Regions from separate parts of the Rattus norvegicus genome. Here region 2 is linked to region 1. The links are chromatin contacts, called in public Hi-C maps. All regions are on one chromosome and are shown on one strand. Each heading gives the region's core, a stretch centred on a gene start, on an enhancer-like site or on the middle of the called end of the contact. The rest is flanking DNA. Distances are from core to core; before and after follow the strand shown.

Region 1 (2,851 bases), core at 338-2,837:
TAACTTCTTTAAGAAGATTAAAACTTCACATGGATGAGTGTTTTGTCTCGATGTATGTATGTGTCCATTACTTGTGTTTGGAACCTTACGGAGGTCAGAAAAGTGCATTGAGTACCCTGGACCTGGAGTTATTGATAGTTTTGAACATCATGTAGGCCTTGAGACTTTTACCTATATTGATGGTTTTCATGTTTTTAGAATTTATTAGCATTTAACTTACAAGTCACCTTTTCAGACAGAATCAGACTGATTTGGTTGAGTTAATGAGAATGACTTCACTTGATCTTGTTACATGATGGATATTTATTTGCCATACATAAAGCCAGAGCTACATAGTATTGTAAAAATAATTTGAAGCCCTAAGAACCAGTAGATCCAATTAATATGAACTTAAGCACTGGTTTGGATTTGCTTTCCCAAATATATAAATATAAAATATATAAATCTACATAGCAAATACTTCTAACAGTCATATAACCCAACAACTAATTGTTTTCAACAAGAGACCAAGAAGCTAACCATTATTAGCCAATGACTTTTTAAAACCCAAGTTCTGTAAATAGATCACAACGTAATCTTTGGCATGGGATTTAAGAAACTGAATAAAATGGCCCTTAAAGTTACTTCCATCCCTCCTCTTTAACAAGTTTTAAAGCTCAGTCATAGACCACTAGGTGCTCTTTCATGGATATAGCTTAGTGGTAGAATGCTTAACTGGAGTCATGCATGAGACCCTGAGTCCAGTCCCCAGAATCATGCCAAAAAGGATTTTTTCATATTTTACATTGCCTTAACAACAAAAATGTTTAAGTACTTCTGTGGCTTTCAAGCACAATTATATGCAGTAAAATACAAGGACAGGATCAACAGGTCCAACGGGAACAGCTCCTGCCCTCCAGCCCAGCCACCATCCTCAGACTCCGGAGTTGAGCATCAGTAAAGCCACAGTACAGAGAATCCTTAGGACTTCCCAAGTGGAGGGAATGGTCAACATCTATGTCTCGTGGCTTTTCTTTCTTGTAGGACAGCATAATGTAAAATGTTTCTTTCATTTGTACTAATATGACACTGCATTTCCATCAACCTTTTGAGCCCAACATGGGCATTTTATTGTTTTTACTGTATTAGAAGATCTTAAAAGGAGGAGTTGAAATAACTGTAATTGAAGAAAAAAAGGCATACTTTAAAACTCTATCCATTTAGGGGTATTTGAGTACATCTGTGCATGTGAATGCAGTTGTCCACGAAAGTCAGAAATGGTCTCAGAATCCTTAAGGCATGTTACAGGCATTTTACAAGCATTTGTGGGCCACCCAACATGGTTACCCTTAACCACTAAGCCATCCTCCAGATCCTTTCTATGCATTTTCTATATGGATGTCATTACTTTCTATAGCATTTAAAAGTGAAATGTGAACATTTATACTAAGGTGAGTAGTCTCTCTATTGACAACAACCCGGGGAAAGTTAATGTGCAAGGGAACCAGGTGTGGTGGCTTACACGTTTAACCCCATCACTAACAAGAGGCAGGTGGATTTCCAGAAAGCCAAGGCCATCCTGACAATACATAGCAAGTTCCAGGCCAGTCAGGACTGCATGGTGAGATCCTGTCTCAAACCAAAACCAAACAAAACTGTGCAAATGGAATTAGCTTCCTCCTAAATTTTCAAAAAGTACTTATGCAAACAAAAAAGTTGAAGGATTACTACTCTAAAACAGAAGCCAAGCAATGAATGACCTTCTCAAGGTCAAAAATACTTGAGAGTTTTTAAAACCAGCAATGCAGACAGACTAGGTATGAACTTAACATTTGTTTGCTTCTCCTGGCACCTAGAGGGAAAGCCAAGTATTGAAAGGATTAAACATTTCTAACGCTGAGATTCAGGGTTCGTAGGAACAAGAAAATAGAACTCTACCCAGGCAGCCACTATAAGCCACCAACTTTTCCAGTTCAGGAAGAGATACGGACCTAAAGGAATAATTTCACCTATTTCCAAGGATACATTGCACATTGCACAATGTACAAGAACCTACATGGACAAAATCGTGAACCAAGGGCCCAGCGGGCACAGAAAACACAACAAAAGACATTTCTAAAGTCAGGGGAAGACTCCTAAGGCTAGGCTCAAAGCCAGTTCTTAAAAGCCCAAGCAAGAGACCAAGCTTGACAGACTACTTTCTGGGGACAAAAGTAGGAGCGTGTCATGATTAGCCCAGGGCAGATAGGCACTTTCAAACCTACAAAGTGTAAGAAAGCAGATTGGAGGCTCTGAATGCCAGAGACTTGACTTTTGTCTTGTGAAAATGTAAGCTTCTGAGACACAGTGCAGAGTAATGCTTTAGATGGATCTATGAGAGGAACAGGTAGGGATGGACAGTGTCTCCTAGTTAGCTTCAACTGTCATCTTACCACAGCCCAGTTATAAGGGATTATCAATGGGGAAAATGCCTAGATAGACTGGCCAGTGGGCATCTCTGAGGCATTTACTCGATTGGTAACTGATGTAGGAAGGTGCAGCCCATTGTGGGCAATGCTACCATTAAGCAGCTTTCCTCAAGCTCCCTGCCTCTGCTGGAGTTCCTGCACTGCCTCCTAAGATATAATACCTCCCCCACTTCCCCACTGACGTTGGCAGTGGTATTTATCACATCAACAGAGAAATCCAACTAGAACACGGCACTGGTTTGAAGAGCCCATAGCTCTTGTCTTGGAAACACTTCAAATTCCTACATTGATGGTATTGAAAAGTAGAGCCTTTGGAAGATAACTGGAGTCATATAAGGTTATAAGGGTGGGCCTGCATGACAAAACTGGTTGTTTTATGGGTGGAGATATCGAAGCTGGTGTGC
Region 2 (3,066 bases), core at 437-2,936, 260 kb before region 1:
GCCCCACAGGAAAGATAATCATAGACCGTGGAAACGAAAGGGGACAGCAGGGTTCATTTAGTCTCCCTCTCCCACGTTCACAAGGTAGAGACAGACAGGAAGATATGCTGAGCTCAAACAGCAAAAGGCTTGGTGGGTCCCACAACTACTTCCTCTAGAGGACAGAGACACAGTTTAAGGTCCTTTAAAATAGCCACCATTTCCCAGTATGCCTCTTTAGCAGCAGGACAGCCAGTACAAGCTTGGGCACAGAGGCGAGGAAAGCAGTTTGAAGGACAGGCACAAAGGGAGAGGGGCGTGAGTGAGGAGGCCAGCGAGCTTATTTAGATTAATTCCTCTCTAAGCAAATCCTCATAGACAGGAAACGGCATAAAACATTTATGTATGAATGGATATATTGAGTTGCCCATGCCTTCTTAAGATGTCGTAATGTATGGGTGCAGTTATATATCTTAATTGCTAATTCAATAAACATTATTAGCGTCTACTAGACTAAACCCGTAGGGATTAGAGTAAAAGTGAGGATATAAATATTCATAACGAGAAGGGCAAACATTCACAGACGGCTATGCTTGATATGCTGGACAAGCCTTAGCTTATTTACCCGGAACAGTAAGTATGGTTCCATTTCCACTTTATAGGTGAGGACATGGAGACTTAGATGGGTGACGAAACCTGCCCGTGGCAGCAGAGCTGGAAGGGCTCAGAGCAGACGGGCCCCAGAGTTGGAGCATGAGAGCCGCAGAGCTGCGAGCCGGACTCAGGCTAGTTGGGTTCCTAACCATTAGGCTCAAAAGACGTATGTGAGACCTTTCTTCCCCACGAACTTGGAATGGAATGGGTGGAACTCATCTGCATAAACATCACTCACGCCAGGTCAAGACTCTCAACGGGGGGGGGGGGAATGAGGTAGGATCTTCAAATGAAAGAATGGAAAGGAAGGATTCGTGAGGGAAGGAACTCACAGGCAGGGGTGAGGAAGGCCGAGAGAGGAATGTGGGAAAGTACACCTTAGAAACGGTGGCGCGGGGCTTAGCCACATGCAACAGGTGCTAAAGGGTGATGCTAGGGTTGGACTGCACAGGTCCCAAGGGAAACGATGCGTCTGAGTTCAGTGTTAAGAGGAACTTGTCTTGATGCGCTGAGGATGGGGCAAAATCTAAAGTTGACAAGGCGGAGGTCACTAGTGGCCACCGGAGCGCCTCTTCATGGAAGCAGGCAGCGGCTAGCTGGATGTCTAGCCTTTGAGTAATGACTACAGAGCTGCCAAGAGCCACGGAAGCCGTGGAAGACAGCGCCAAGATAATTCATCTTCTCTTCCCATCCCCTTGGGTTTTAGTTACTCTGGAATCAGGAGATCAGCAATAGACTACAACCAGGAGGTCTGGAAGAAAGGGGAGGCGTGACCAAGGAGAGGCTGACCCCGAAAGGAAGCGTTTCTGTTCAAGCTCAGTCTAGCGACTCCGCCTTCAGATAACTGCACACTTTTAAGCTAAGTCGTAGTTTTCATGCTAAGGACCAGGAACCGGGCTAAACCACAGACAGCAGCCAGCTGCATGACCCCAGGGCCTCTGGTGATGGCTGTTTCTAGTTTGCAGCCTGGGGTTTGTCTCTTTCCCGCTTCCTGTGTCTAAATCCTCTCCAGCCTCCTGCTTCCTGTCCTCTGTCCCTGAGGTTGCCAACGCCTGTCCTCCAGCGTTGGAAGTGCAGCGCCCCCTTGTGATCACGACCACTTGCCTTGGAATCCCTCAGAGAGCTGGACAATGCAAGCAAAAGAAAAACCTGTGTCTCTACCTCAAAGGAAAGACTCTTGGCCTTGTCCTACCAACTGAGCAACCCCAAAGCCATTCGCTCCACTGAGTCAACTTTGTTTACTAAAGTTTAAGCTCCACTGCCCTGGGATCAGGGATCCTGGTGGCTTTCAGATTTCTCTATTTCTCTGTCTCCACTAAACCTTTGGAAGAGTAGCAGCTTCAAAGAGGGCCCAGATCCAGCAGTGGACACGCCTCCACTCTTTTTCCGGCTAGCTCTGTTGTGTTTCCTTTACCAGGGGTCAGTTCCTGAGGATGGAGATGGTGTCCCCAGCTCCCAGAGCCCAGGGGACACTTATAACAGATGCTATGAAGTGGATGACCTATTGTTAGAGACTCTTTCTCCCTTCTTTCTTTTTCCCCTCTCTGCCTTCTCTTCTGCCCCACCCCCAGCTCTGGCATTGAGCATAAAACACGGGTTTTAGGAAATGGTTAATGTTTAAAAGGGAGCAAGTCAGGCTAGGCAGGGAGGGCCTGGGCAGGTTGCTCAATGGACAAACAAATCCACCTGCTTTGTTGCTCCCTAAACTAACAGGAAGCAGCCAGAAGATGGTCACTCACCCGGCAGTAGCTCGCACCACCTGGCAGGCCACCTACAGGGCAGCAGCGCAGTGTGCTGCAATAACTCCAGGCTATAAATAGACTTTTCTAAGAAGTTGCATGCTGCTGCTGGTCTGGCCTGATGCACAGTCCTGGTTTGTTGCCCTTCAAACAAGAAGGGAACAGTTCTAAAAGGACACAGTAGAGCGTAAGCCTCTGGTAAGGCAGTCTGCTCTGTTCTCTGAGCTCAGCTTCTTTTCCGTTTGGTACCGGCACCTGAGAGTCTCCTAATTGCTGACCCCTACCTTAATACTCCTGGAGACAGTAACAGAAGTCCCTTGGTAGGTCTTCATGAGGGGAACCTTGTCCTATTGCCCAACACTTGTCTAGTCTCTCACTCCTTATGTAGGACCCTCTTTAGTGCTCCATTCAAGACTGATGTCCTTCTCTCCTTGTCCGCAAGACTAATTCTCGCACTCCTTCATTTGTTCATGCTTTCTCTGTTTAGACTCTTTGAATGCATTCCCCTTTGTTTATAATTGAGGTCTGCATTTTAAGCACACACATCGGTTATTTATAGGTTAAATATGCGCGTCTATCAGCTCGTGTGAATTACAAGGAAGGCCTACTTTGCATGGATCATCTGTGACAAGCAAACGTGAACAGGAGTTCTGTTTTCTCCCTGCCCTCCGCCAGATCATTTTGAAGACCCCAC

Evidence for each region. A called contact is a pair of places that touch in the nucleus more often than the background predicts.
Region 2: a Hi-C map of liver shows a contact between it and region 1, with 5 times the contacts expected there. The contact joins two enhancer-like sites. A contact is called at or near these places in 2 of 12 Hi-C or Micro-C datasets (both in liver).

Annotation. Positions count from the first base shown.
Region 1 is chr16:63,451,412-63,454,262 of GRCr8, reverse strand. No RefSeq gene overlaps it. Among named protein-coding and RNA genes, the nearest start is that of Eri1, 25 kb to the right of the region's middle. Within about 2 kb of position 1,587, at least 1 of the 93 cell types and tissues checked has an H3K27ac peak or open chromatin away from gene starts, as enhancers often do. A contact at or near this core is called in liver, where this site is marked.
Region 2 is chr16:63,707,506-63,710,571 of GRCr8, reverse strand. No RefSeq gene overlaps it. Among named protein-coding and RNA genes, the nearest start is that of Ppp1r3b, 160 kb to the right of the region's middle. Within about 2 kb of position 1,686, at least 16 of the 93 cell types and tissues checked have an H3K27ac peak or open chromatin away from gene starts, as enhancers often do. A contact at or near this core is called in liver, where this site is marked.